Linked DNA regions of Ovis aries: region 1 is linked to region 2. A link is a contact called in public Hi-C data. All regions are on one chromosome and are shown on one strand. The core of a region is the stretch at or near the end of the contact, and the rest is flanking DNA. Distances in the headings are between cores, read along the strand shown. Region 1 holds the start of ZGRF1 (zinc finger GRF-type containing 1). Region 2 overlaps ANK2 (ankyrin 2).

Region 1 (6,254 bases), core at 263-2,762, 470 kb after region 2:
TTTCAAAAATTATTGTAAATCCCACGAAATTTTCAAAGGTAAATTTTAAAGGTGAAACCATGACTTTTCTACGTTTATAAAATGAACTCGTCAATCATTTTATTTAAGTAATTAACCAGGGAACTAGTTAAGTGCTAAAAACCAGTTCAAAGGTGAACTCAAAAACTAGACAAGCGCAAATACAAGCAAGCAAAAATATTGAAATGAACTTGTTAACAGATGTAACACTAATCAGGGCAATAACTCTTAAGACTTATTTCAATTATAACTTACATAATTGTAACATAGCTCAATGACAATGAAAAGCAGAGGTAAGCTGGAAAAGTAAGCTAGACACCTCTTTTTTTTTGGCTATTTCAACGTCTTTCACAATTTTTCTTTAAAAGGTTATAGAAAATATTTAGAGATGTATATGTATTTTCCTGGGAGGCTCATCCATATCTTTTAAATCACGTTTTAAAAGGAAATGGTGTGTCAAAAAGGTTAAGAGAACTATAGTTCTAGTCACATCTGACTATCCAGCGTTGCCTACTTTCTTGTCTCTGTGCCTCTGCTTTAAAAGCTTCTTGTCTTCCTTGTCTTATCAAGTCCTATTCAATTTTCAAGGCCCAGGTTAAACGGCATCTTACTCTTTCTAGCTTTCTGCTAGCACATTTCCCCTAAACAACCGCCTCATCTGTTTCCCTTTTAAGTATGTCTATTAACGCACTCAATAATACACTGTATTTTTTCTTCCTTCCATAACTGGATGTTCAGCTCTCTGAATGACAGAGACAAAAGTTCTGAAAAAGGAAATGACTTAATTTAAAAATACAAGTCCACATTCGCTATCGTTTGGCCACCAAAACTCGAATCTGCGAAGAAAAGCAATTCCCCTTTTGACTACTGCCCCTTTAGGTACCCGTCCTTCCTCAAGGAAGCCGTCAGACGCGGGACTACCCCAAACCTCCCAAAACCGGGCGGCAAGCGCCCCCAATCACTAGAAAACTGGAACTGCAAGGGCTGCCGGAGGACTCTTGCGCGTGCGCACAGAGAACCAGGACACTAGGGCAATCTAACTGATGGGTTGGTGGGAGGGGGCGGGATGAGAAGGACCAGAGATGACAGAAAGGACCGGCATAGAAAAAGACTGAGAGTAATTTAGATCTCACCCAACCTGGGCTTCCCTAGAGTCCACTTAGAACTTACTCTGTCCAATTCCCAAAATACAGCGCCAGAGACTGCGTTCTTCAGTCCTTCGCGTCCCCCGAACCTTATAGTCGTGGTTATTTTAGCGTCACATGAGCGACAATTCTTCCGAACGCCTTGGAAAAGATGGGCCCAGAGGTTGTGCGACCGACATTTACGTCACTGGCGTAGGCCCGCTCAGCGTGGGGGCGGGACATCGGAGAACGCAGTCGCCACAGAGGCTAGCAGCCAAAGAGGAACTTGATTGGCAGTTTGAAAACGGCCATTCAGGTCCGGAGCCGTGGTGGGCGGGCTAAATAGTGGGGTTGGATCTGGTGCGGTCGCGAGTTGATGATGTCACGGCTTTTCGCGGGAGAAGTTCGAAAGTGGGTTTTGTGCAATGAGCAAGTTAAAAGAGCTGTTTCCACTCGGGAGTTTCTGGGGATTGAGGGTAGATAGGCTGGAGTTTTGAGCTCGAGGTGCTGTCACTGATTTTGATGCGACGGGCGAAGGAGTTTGCTCCGCCAGACGGGGTTCGGTAACGAAACTGTGTGGAGATAAGGTTGGTTCACGGCTTGGCGCAGCAACCTGTAAATAATTAGTGCTTCGTCTTTACCACCTTCCCCCAACTCCTGCTGGGCAGTTCCGGTATCCGTGTGAGAACCCGGGATGGTTTTGCTGTTTATTTTTAGGACTGACAAAGGGTCCCTTCTTCATTGTCATCTGGTTACACAAGCTAGTGATAATTAGAACGTTGGCAAATGAAATGTGAGCATCTTTTGGTTGTCTGGACTGGACCGTTTCTTAAAAGGCTATTGGGCTCGTGATTCTTAAATTTTTAAATCTGTGAACCACTTAGGGATTCGAAAGATCCTGCTTGTTCCAAAAGAAAAGGACCAAAAACATCTCATCGTACTTAGCAAGAACAGGTCATATTTTAGTGATAACACCGAATTTTATACATAAATCTAAAAAACAGCACAATAATGTGTGTGAAGATATGTATGTATTTCTGTACTAAATTATCGCAAAACATTTAATCTCTCCCTTTTTTTTGAAGTGTAATTCTTTAATCTACCACTTAACAAGAGTTAGGACCGTCTCAATACCTTTTACATCGCAAATCCCTCAAGTAATATTTCTAATTTAGGAAAACAATGGGGGAATTTATTTTGCAGTTGGTAAACAGCATATAAGTAATCCTAAAGAAGTAAATACTGGATTTCTAACCTGTAAATTGTGATGGTAATAACAACTTTTAGGACTATGAGACTGATAAATATTATATGTAAAGAATCCAGTCCCATTCTTGCCTGTTACAGTAGGTTTTCCATAGTCACATAATGTAGTTTTTGTGAATGGGAACACCAGAATTTAGACTACTTAGTTTTAAATTCTGAATCTGCCATTTATTTACTTCATGAGCTTAGGCAAATTACATACTGATGTACCTCACTTCCTGTTTTTGTAAAATGAATATAAAAAGTAGTATCTGTACTATAAGGTGTAAAATTTAAAGCATTTTAACAGTGTTCTAGCATATAATTTACACTGAATAAATAATAACTGTTATTAAAGGGATCTAATGTTAACTGCTACATGCCAAGCATTGTGTTGACACTATGTAGTCTTATCTACATATATTTGATGTCTAACCCATTCAGTGGCTAGAAGCAAGTTGCTGTTCAACCAGCAGTCAACTATGTGTTTCTTTGGACCTCTGTTATCTTCTTGGCATTCACTAGGCATCTGTCAATCCTGTTAGCTGGAGGGGAGGGATTAGGATATGGAGTTATATTTCTGAAAGGCAGTGCCTCTGTAGGTCTGGCCCTGTGCTGTGAACTATATCATGGGACAAGCATTCATTTCTCATTTGTGTACCGTTTGCCCTGCCCTTTCTCCATTTAGCAGCCAGAGCAATCTTGGTAAAACCCAAGTCAGATTATGTTAACGTATTCTTGAAATTCTGCCTTGGCCTCCTACTGTCTTTTTAAAAAGTCCGAACAACTTAGCATAAAATAGAATGCCCTTCGCATCCTGTTATTGCTCACTTTTTCAGACTTATCTCTCACAACTCACTATCTTACACTTGATTATAAACTAGAGTTCCTTGATTATGCCTTCCACAGCTTTTTTGTACGTGTTATTCTTATTTGGAAATACCCTCCTTGGGATTTTTCCTTGGTTAATGATTATTTCGGTTCACAGTATATGCATTATGTCTTTCAGGAAACCTTGTTTGATGCCCTAGACTGAGTTGGGTGTCCCTCCAGTGCTTTTCCTTCCATATTTTTTGTAATTACTGTTTATTACCCTGCTATACTGAAATTCCTTGAGACTAGGAGTAGTAGTTTGTTCATTTTAGTATCTTGGCCTAGCGCTATGTACACACAATACATAGCACACAGTAAGTACTAAATATATGTTATTTATAAATAACATGTAGGTGGTCTATTTTTTGTACATTTTATACATATAAAGGATGAATTTAATCCAGAATTGCAAATTATTGCTTTATTGAATACCTGTAGGTTTCAAACTTGAGTGTGTATCACTGCACCTGCAGTGCGTTTTAAATTACAGGTACTGGACCCCAATGCCAGCCTTTATGATTTAATAGCTCAAGACTCAAGAATTTGAATTTCTAACTAGCTCCCAGGTGTTGCTAATGCTATTGGCCCAGGGATCTAAGGCAGTGGTTAAAAATAATAATACTTTTCTTCGGCATCTCTGTTTACTTCAGTTCATTGTCAGTGATATTAGATTTCCAGATTTGCCCACAATAATAGTTTTATCCAATAGCATGGGATAAATATAGTACTCATTGCAATTATATTGAAAAAGTTTTTCCTTGGAGAGTGTATTATAATGTATATTTGGTTTTAGATACTATGTTACATTGACTTTGAAAAGGTAAAAGGAAAAATTTGAAATGCAAGGGGGCCATCTTGTGGTGATCGTAGCAATTCAGAGAATTTTAAAATTGAAGCTCTTAGAGAAACCAAGCTTCTGGGGCGGGGAGAGAATCCATTTTCTGATATATATTATGGCACCTGGAAAAATGTCTGCAGCCTACTCATCTGTGGGTTGGTTTTTTTTCTTTTGGCTTACCCTGGAAGCTTGTGGAATCTTTGTTCCCTGACCAGTGATTGATGCCAGCCCTTTGCAGTGAAAGCACAGAGTGCAAACCACTGGACTGCCAGGGAATTCCCTACATGTGTGTTTCCCTTGGTGATTACATAGTCTCAACACTTAAATACCCCTCTCTGGTCAAGAGTTGGTGGGGAAAAATTGTAGTTGATACTTATTCTGTTCATCAGGGTTGAATATTTGTCTTTTTTCATTTTAGGTGCTATAAATAGTTGAATGACTACTGATTATTTTCTGCACCTGAACCTAATTTCAGAAGAAGTAATGGAAAGCCAAGAATTTATTGTAAGTCTTATTTGTTTTCACTGTTTCCTTTTTCCTTCCTTCCTTTCATGTTTCACAAATGATTTGCCAGATTTAGCTAAAAAACCTAAAATAAATTTTTTAAAAACCCCAAACCTGGGACTTTCCTGGTGATCCAATGGCTAAGACTCCTTGCTCCCAAAGCAAGGAGTCCAGGTTCGATCCCTAGTCAGGGAAACAGATCCCACGTGTTGCAGTGAAAAGCTCACATGCCACAGTGAAGGATTCTGCATGCCACAGTGAGGACAGAAGACCCCACATGCTGCAACTAAGACCTAGTGCAACCAAAGAAAAACGAAAAACAAAAACCCAAACCTAAAATAGGACACTCTGTTAAACTTGAATTTCAGATAAACAGTGAATAATTTTTTAGTGTGAGTATGCATCTCTGAAATATTGCCCTGTATTCTGTCTGGCAACCCTAGAGTTCACATTGGTCGTGTCCGATTCTTGGTGACCCGATGGACTGTAGCCTACCAGGCTCCTCTGTCCATGGGATTTTCCGGGCAATAGTGCTGGAATGGATTGCCATTTCCTTCTCCAGTCACATTGGTTATGCAAAGTTCTTTGGAACAAATTGTTCAGAAGCTTGGAACCAGGGCATAATTTCTTTCTCTCGAAAGACTGGCACGTCTATTCTGTCTAGATTAATGGTTCTTAACCTGTTTGGTGTCAGGGGCCTTTATACTCTCACCTCTTCTTTCTCACCTCCATTGTCTTTAATGACCAGGTTTCTTTCTTCCTTTTCTTTTTTTTTTTTAAATATCAAGAAAAACTTTAATTTCTTTCAAATGTATCCAAATACACATTGGAATTGGAATATTATAAAAGTGGGAGTTTAGAGGAGACACATGATTTAATAAACTGTATGGCAACGACTAGGTAGCCATCTAGAAGGCTCTAAGTTGGATCCATACATCATATATGCATACACGTGCGCACGCTCAGTCACGTCCGACTCTTTGAGACCCCACAGACTGCAGCCCACCAGGCTCCTCTGTCGGTGGGATTTCCCAGGCAAGAATACTGGAGTGGGTTGCCATTTCCGTCTCCTCTTCCTTTTCTTTTAAATTGATGTTTCATTGTTATGATATCTGTGCTTTAATTTTAATAAACAAAAGATCCTTGTGATGTCTTACATATTTTTTGTATAAAGGAAGGGTATAAAAATACATATAACATTTAATACGTATAAGTAGAAACCATTTCTTTCCTTTATGCTTTTGGAAATAAGGTACTATATACTCATCAAAAGATGAAGAAGTCAAAAGTGTGGCAAGATGGAATTCTGAAGATCACTCACTTAGGAAACAAAGTAAGTGCAAAACAGTGGACTAAGGAGTCTAAAAGTTGGGTTCTTTTGATTTAATATTAAGAAGAGTCTGTAGATAAAACCTTAGATATATCCGTAAGCTGATATGATGTGAAAACAGAAGTTGTCAAATTATTCCTATATCACAGTGATTAATTTGTGAATTATAAAAGTCAGTTAATACTATTTAATTTCCTTTGATTTTTAAAAAAATCAGATTTTATATGAAACTTTTTAGGAATTTTGGCTTTTTTTTTTCATTGCAGTAGTAAGAGTTTAACTATACCAAAAAACTACTATAAAATATATTTATAACACAATA
Region 2 (6,990 bases), core at 4,395-6,894:
AATATAAAAAGGAAGAAAAGTAATTCTATGAAGGACAGTAGAAAATAATTATATATTGGACATGTGTTGCATTAACTTTTTCTTTTGTCCTGTCCCATTCTCCCTGCCTGCCCTCTCCATGTGTCATACTTTTCTTTTGGCTCAAAAAAAAAAAAAAAAAAAACAAGAAAAATTAGATAGGGGAGGATAAGCTGGAGTGGAACAGAAAATGCAGTCATTCCCTGGTGACGATACAAAGGTGAAAAGGATAAAGATGAGGATGTCCTAGAAATTCAGTTCAGTCTAGGTATGTGCTTTCAAAATACCTTCCTAAGTTACCAGTGACCCCCTTGTTGCCAAATCTAAAGGAGGGCTGTCAGTCCTCACAGTATTTCATATGCCTGAATATTCCTTACTCGTTTGGAAAACTCTCTTTCCGCAGTTCTGGCTCTAGAAACTTCTGTTCTTCCTCCCATCATTTTAGCTATGCTTCAGCCTCCTTTGAGGTGTCCTCCTTATCCATTATCTGAACTCAGATGTTCAGAACTGTCCTGGGGTCTCACCTCTTCTCATGCTACACATATTCCCCAGCAGCACCATGCACCATGAAGAGCAGCCAGCCAGCACCCTGGGAATTGTCCACATTTAATCTATCTTGAACCTATGCTTTCTCACCTAAATGTATCTTCGTCTCTGTGTTCCTCGCATCCCTGCATTATCACTGCCTCTCACCAAGGCAATTACAATAGCTTCTTATTAACTCCTCACTTTCCCTCCAACCCTCCTGCCTTCCTCTCAGTAAAAAGGTGTCAAAGTATAAATTGCATCCTGCTTAGCAAATGCCTAAACAGTTCCAAGGAATTCACACTGAGCTTAGCAACAGTCTCAAAGTCTTCATGACCTGGCTGTCCATTGCTCCTCTCCTGACTCTGCTCCAGGGACCTGGTCTTACTTCAGTCCCTGTCCCTGTGCGCCATAAGCCTTGTCCCACTGGAGGACATCTGCTTCCCTCTGCCTAGGATGGTGTCTTCATTCTCCTCACTCACCTTTCAAATCACAGATTCAGGGTTACTTGCTTATAGTAGGTTCCTCTGATAACGTTCTCAACCAAGCCAAATTAGGTTTTCTTATAAAACTCTCTTATAACAATCTGTATAGCATTTATCACAATTTATAATGGTCCAGTTAATTAGGTTCTTACCTGGTTAATGTCTCCCCCTGCCCCGCCCCCCGCATTGGGATGTCAACTCCATGAAGGCAAGTTCCTGGTGCCACAAACACTTACTAGCACATAATATGGAGTCTTTTTGTTTGACAGATGGATGAACGCATGAATGATTTATTAGTAACTCAGCATATTGAAAGGATGTTTGATTTTGTCAAACATTTTTTTCTATCTCTATTGATACGATCATATAATATTTTTGCTTTAGACTATTGATGTAATGGATTATTTTAATTGATTTTTCACTATTGAAATAACCTCATATATCATCATTTTACTTTATTTGTCAATATTTTTATTAAAGATTTTTACATCTATTTTCAAGACAGATATTGGTCTGCAGTGTTCCTTTCTTGTCATGATTTTGGTATTAGAGTAATGATGGCCTCATAGAATGGTTTAGGATGTGCTCTCTCTTTATATTCCCTGGAAGAGATTGTAGAGAATTGATATTATTCCCTCCTTAGATGTTTTGTTGACTTCATCAGTGAAATCATCTGGGCCTGATGCTTTCTGATTGAAAAGATATTATTGATATAATTTTTTAATAGATATAGGTTTATCCATAGGCCCAGGTGGTACAGTCATAAAGAATCTGCCGGTAAATGCAGGATACACAGGTTTGATCCCTGGGTCAGGAAGATCCCCTGGAGGAGGAAATGGCAGCCCACTCTAGCATTCTTCCTGGGAAAATCCCAAGGACAGAGGAACTTGGCAGGCTACAGTACATGGGGTTGCAGAGTCAGATACAACTGAGCATGTATGCACAGGCTTATTCATACTATTTTTCCTTATATGAGTTTTGGTAATTATATTTTTCAGTGAATTAATCAATTTCTTTTTTCAATAAAAAATATTTCTTTATTTTCCTTTTAATGTACATGGGGTCAGTATTGATAGTCCCTCTTTCATTTGTGATATTAGTAATTTATGTCTTCCCTTTTTCCCTCTTGGTTAGCCTAGCTAGGAGTTTTAAAAATTATTTATTTATTTTTGGCTATATCAGGGTTTAATTGTGGCTGGTGGGCTTGGTTGCCCATTGGTACGTGTGATTTTTAGTTCCCCATCCAGGGATCAAACCCACATCTGGACCACTAGGGATGTCCCAAACATTAGAATTTTATCAATTTCATTGACCTCCTCAAAGAACCAGTTTTTGGTTTGGTTGATTTTCTATATTGTTTTACTATTTTCAATTTCACTAACGTCTGCTCTAGTTTTTATTATTTCTTTGCTTCTGCTTGCTTGAGGTTTGCATTGCTCTTCCTCCTACAGCTTCCTAGGGTGGCAGCCTAGATTACTGGGTTTTGGATTTTCTTTTCTAAAACTGCATTCCAGGCCATACATGTCCTTCTAAGCACTGTTCTTGCTGTTTTGTTTTGTTCATCTGGATGTTTGAACTTTTCAAAAGAAACTCAACACGTATTACACATATGCATGAGTGTGTACACGTGTGCTCAGCAATGCTGGGCTCTTTGCAACACCTGTAGCCCACCAGGCTTCCCTGTCCATGGAATTCTCCAGACAAAAATACTGGACTAGGTTACCATTTTCCTCTCCAAGGGATCTTTCCGACCCAAGGATTGAACCCATGTCTTTTGCATCTCCTTGCACTGGCCAGCAGATTCTTTACCAGCTGAGCTACCAGGGAAGCCCCTATCACACATATAGGCAAATATAGAAAAGCAATATAAACTCTGAAACATGCATAGAATGTATTGATCACTAAGATATGTTAGACCTGTGTAGCACTTTATTCAAATCATACATGTATATATGCTTATGTGTATGTACAAAAGAAAAATGCCTATAGCTTTCTTGGTTTTTCCTCTGAGTTAATGGCTTACTGAAATTTCAAAATTAGCATTCTAAAAGGTAAAATGATTAGCAGTTCTCAAATATCTGCAGCATATGATGTTACTGAATCTGTCTACAATTTCTCTTGATTGTATCTAAAAATTAATTTCCCTTCAAACAGGATCAGCCTTAGGCAAAAATTAGAATATTTTTCAACCACATAATGCCTCCTGAAATAAATGTGTACCAAAAGCAGATAGCTCTGAGAATGATCTAAACATTAATTGATCCTGATAAATTGATTTTTAACCAAAAGTATTTTTTTTTAAATGACTGCTTGCAACTTTTCAAAGTGTCCTTAATGACAAGGCATGAATACCCCTCCTAACTGCTAGATATGATGACTAGAGTGCAAGCCATTATTCCAGGCTATGAGGAAGAAGACTAATGGTGAGGACGACTGGGCAAAAAGATAAAAGGACCCTGGATTCCTGACCCAGGGGAATACCTCATCAGCCCCAGATTATTTTATGTGAAACAGAAATGAACTTCTATCTCATTTAGGCCACTATTACTATGAATTTTTAATGGTTCCAGTGATAAATCAATCAGTAAACTAATTAATCCTAATTAATGATGAGATTTACCTGCAATGCAGGAGACTCAGGTTCAATCTCTGGGTAGGGAAGATCCTCTGGAGAAGGGAAAGGCTACCCTCTCCAGTATTCTTGCCTGGAGAATCCCATGGACACAGGAGCCTGATGGGCTAAAACATGACTGAGTGACTGACACTTTCACTTTTCAGGGAACTTTTAGGTTAAAAACGAAAAACAACTCATTCAATCTCTTCAGCAAGTGGTGCTGGAAAAGCTGGGCAACTGCGTATAAATTATTGAAGTTAAAACACTCCCTCACACCATATTCAAAAATTAACTCAAAATGGCTTAAAGACTTAAATGTATGACATGACACCATTAAATTCCTAGAAGAAAACGTAAGCAAAACATCTCTTTCATAAACCATGGCAATATTTTCTTAGATCAGTCTCCCAAAGAAAAGAAATAAAAGCAAAAATAAACAAATGGGACCTAATCAAACATATAAACTTTTGCATAGCAAAGAAACTATAAACAAAATGAAAAGACAACCCACAGAATAGTAGAAAATATTTGCAAATGATGTGACTGTCAAGGGATTAGTCTCCAAAATAAATGAGGAGCTTATGCAGCTCAATATAAAAAGAACAAACAACCCAATCAAATCATGGGCAGAAGATTTAAATAGATATTTCTCCAAGGAATACATACAGATGGCCAATAGGCACATGAAAAGATGTTCCTCATCACTCATTATTAGAGAAACGCAAATTAACACTACAATGTATTATCACCTTACAAGAGTCAGAATGGCCATCATCAAACAAGCTCCACAAATAATAAACGCAGGAGAGGGTGTGCAGAAAAGGGAGCCCTCCTACACTGTTGCAGGGAATATAAACCGGTGCACTCACTGTGGAAAACAGTACAGCGGTTCCTCAAAAAACTAAAAATAGAAGTACCATATGATTCAACAATCCCACTGCTGGGCATACACCCGGAAAAGATGGAAACTCTTAATTTGAAAAGGTGCATGCACCTCAGTGTTCACAGCAGTACTGTTTGCAAAAGCCACCTATATGACCATCAACAAATGAATGGATAAATAAGATGAGGTACATATATTCAACAGACTATTAGTCATAAAAAAGAGAAAACATTGCCATTTTCAGCAACATGCATGGACCTAGATATTATCATACTAAGTGAAGTAAGTCAGACAGAGAAAGACAAAGATCATGTGATATCACTTATATGTGGAATCTTAAAAAATGACACAAATGAACTTGTTTACAAAACAGAAACATATTTATAGACATAGAAAGCAAACTTATGGTTACCAAAAAGGAAAAGAGGGGATTAATTAGGAGATTGGAATTAACAGATATATGCTCCTGTATACAAAATAACATGTACCTAATATACAGTACAAGAAGCTACGGTTAATATCTTGTAATAACCTATAATGGAAATGAAGCTGGAAAAGAATCTGAAAATCTATATTTATATCTGTATCTCTATATATATCAGATATCTCTCTCTATATATAAGACACATATAAGATACATTTAGAGAGAGAGAAGATATCTGAATCACTTTGCCACACATCTGAAACTAACACAATATTGTAAATCAAATATACTGCAACAATTTAAAAAAAATAACTCATTCAAATAGAAAAAGGAGTGATTCACAGAAGATTCATGCAGTAACAAGGTCATCTTCAGGAAACAGGAAGAGCTGGCAGCTGTCACAGATATTTAAGTCAGCTACTTTGCAGAAAGAACTGGAAAGAAATTTGTAAGACACTGGGGCACAAGCTACAGTGCTTTGGCTGCTGTTCCCCGTCTGGCACGGTGGGAAATGCATTCCAGTCAGTTCCTTGGTGCCTCAAGGGCACTGATGCATCAGTGGAGCCTGGTGAGAGAGCAGTGGGCAGTGGAGAAAAGGAGTGACGTGCTCAGAAATCTTACAACAGCCAATGAGCTGGCTCACCAGACTTGAAGACGAACACTGGTTAGACCACACCAGTGATCCCTCCCTTCCTTAAATACAAGAGTGGTGAATGAGGGCAAGGACAGCAGGCTTCTCAGGAGACTGAGATGGGGATACGGGTCATTAAAGAAGACCCGTGACTATTAAACTGACCTCATTTGTATCCATGACTGCTGAGGCCTAAAAACGTTTGGAATCCAGATGTGGTTTCCGTCAGCCATTGCCATTGTTTTAGTTACCTAAAGCAAAATGCCACATAAATTACAGAAGAAAATAAATATGAGCAGAAACAGTGAGATATACAGTATGAGTGTATCTAGATGAGAGACTGAAGCAAGGGATGAAGAAGATTCCAGAGCTCCTGGTCCAGGAAAGCAGGAGAAAAAGGGTGTAGCAGCGGGGGCCTGCAGGAGGCGAGCAGCATAATCTTGGAAAACAGTAGTGGTGCAGATTTGCTCACAGCTGGTCCTAACCAGTCCAACTGGTAGCTGAGGTTCTCCTTTCAAAATGCTGAAGAATTTGACTTTCTACATAAGGATCAATACATTTATAATTTAAAAAAAAATACAATATTTGCTTCACCTCTTCTAATCTAGGCTCTTTCCCGGGTCTGTATCCTTTTATTTATGGTGACAAGAGGTGTCATTTCTGGAGACTATAGAAAAATAGAGAAAAATAATAAGGAGAAAGGACATGCCAAAACAACAGTTTAAGGTCTAATACTCTTTGTCTTCACGCAAACCTCTCAGTTACCCACACTATCATTGATTTTAAATTCAAATTAATTCAAATTAATAGGGCTCTTGTTACATGGGTGGATCCTTCATTTTCACCTATATAGGCACCATTTCAGAATTCTTAGAGTATCTAGCCAAAATTAAAAGCTGCCAGAGAAAAAGGCAGAAAAGAAAAAACAGGTAATACAACAAGGGTATATCTTGGAGAACTATCAGCATAGCAGAGAGAAGATAGCCAGAGAGAAATAAGTCTCTTCACTGAGAAAAAGAAAATCAGTATAAAACTTTCTCTGTGAAACAGGCCTCAGCAACAACTGCATTAAAGTGACCCCCAGCATCAGAACGCTTTTCCCATGGTGGGGGAATCCCAAGATTAGAGGAAGGCAGTTCTGACCTCCCATTATGGAAGACCTGATGTCCCCTTTCACTGCTAGCCCTTCCGATTAGCACGTGATGCATGATCTTAGCTGATGTATCATTGGTCTCTATATTCTTCTGTTGCTTTCAATCTAGCAGCAATGCTATTCTGCCAAGACACCACTGGAGGCCAGTCATGCTACAGTATAAATTGCAGCCACACCCTAAATTAAAAATATATTCGTACCTAAACGACACTTATAAAAACAATGACTAAACACAAATAAATGTACACAATAAACAT

What was found. A called contact is a pair of places that touch in the nucleus more often than the background predicts.
Region 1: a contact with region 2 is called in a Hi-C map of hypothalamus, with 3 times the contacts expected there. The contact joins the promoter of ZGRF1 here to the enhancer-like site in region 2. A contact is called at or near these places in 2 of 16 Hi-C or Micro-C datasets (hypothalamus and skin fibroblasts).

What each region holds. Positions count from the first base shown.
Region 1 is chr6:13,389,540-13,395,793 of ARS-UI_Ramb_v3.0, forward strand. It overlaps ZGRF1 (zinc finger GRF-type containing 1), which reads left to right and starts at 1,513. Exons shown (of 29, transcript XM_060417541.1): 1 at 1,513-1,729; 2 at 4,517-4,602; 3 at 5,855-5,935. The coding sequence starts at 4,534. LARP7 (La ribonucleoprotein 7, transcriptional regulator) reads right to left here and starts at 1,344. Exons shown (of 13, transcript XM_042251826.2): 1 at 1,189-1,344.
Region 2 is chr6:12,917,782-12,924,771 of ARS-UI_Ramb_v3.0, forward strand. The region is part of intron 1 of ANK2 (ankyrin 2); the gene reads right to left. Among named protein-coding and RNA genes, the nearest start is that of ANK2, 400 kb to the right of the region's middle. Within about 2 kb of position 5,645, at least 6 of the 54 cell types and tissues checked have an H3K27ac peak or open chromatin away from gene starts, as enhancers often do. A contact at or near this core is called in hypothalamus, where this site is marked.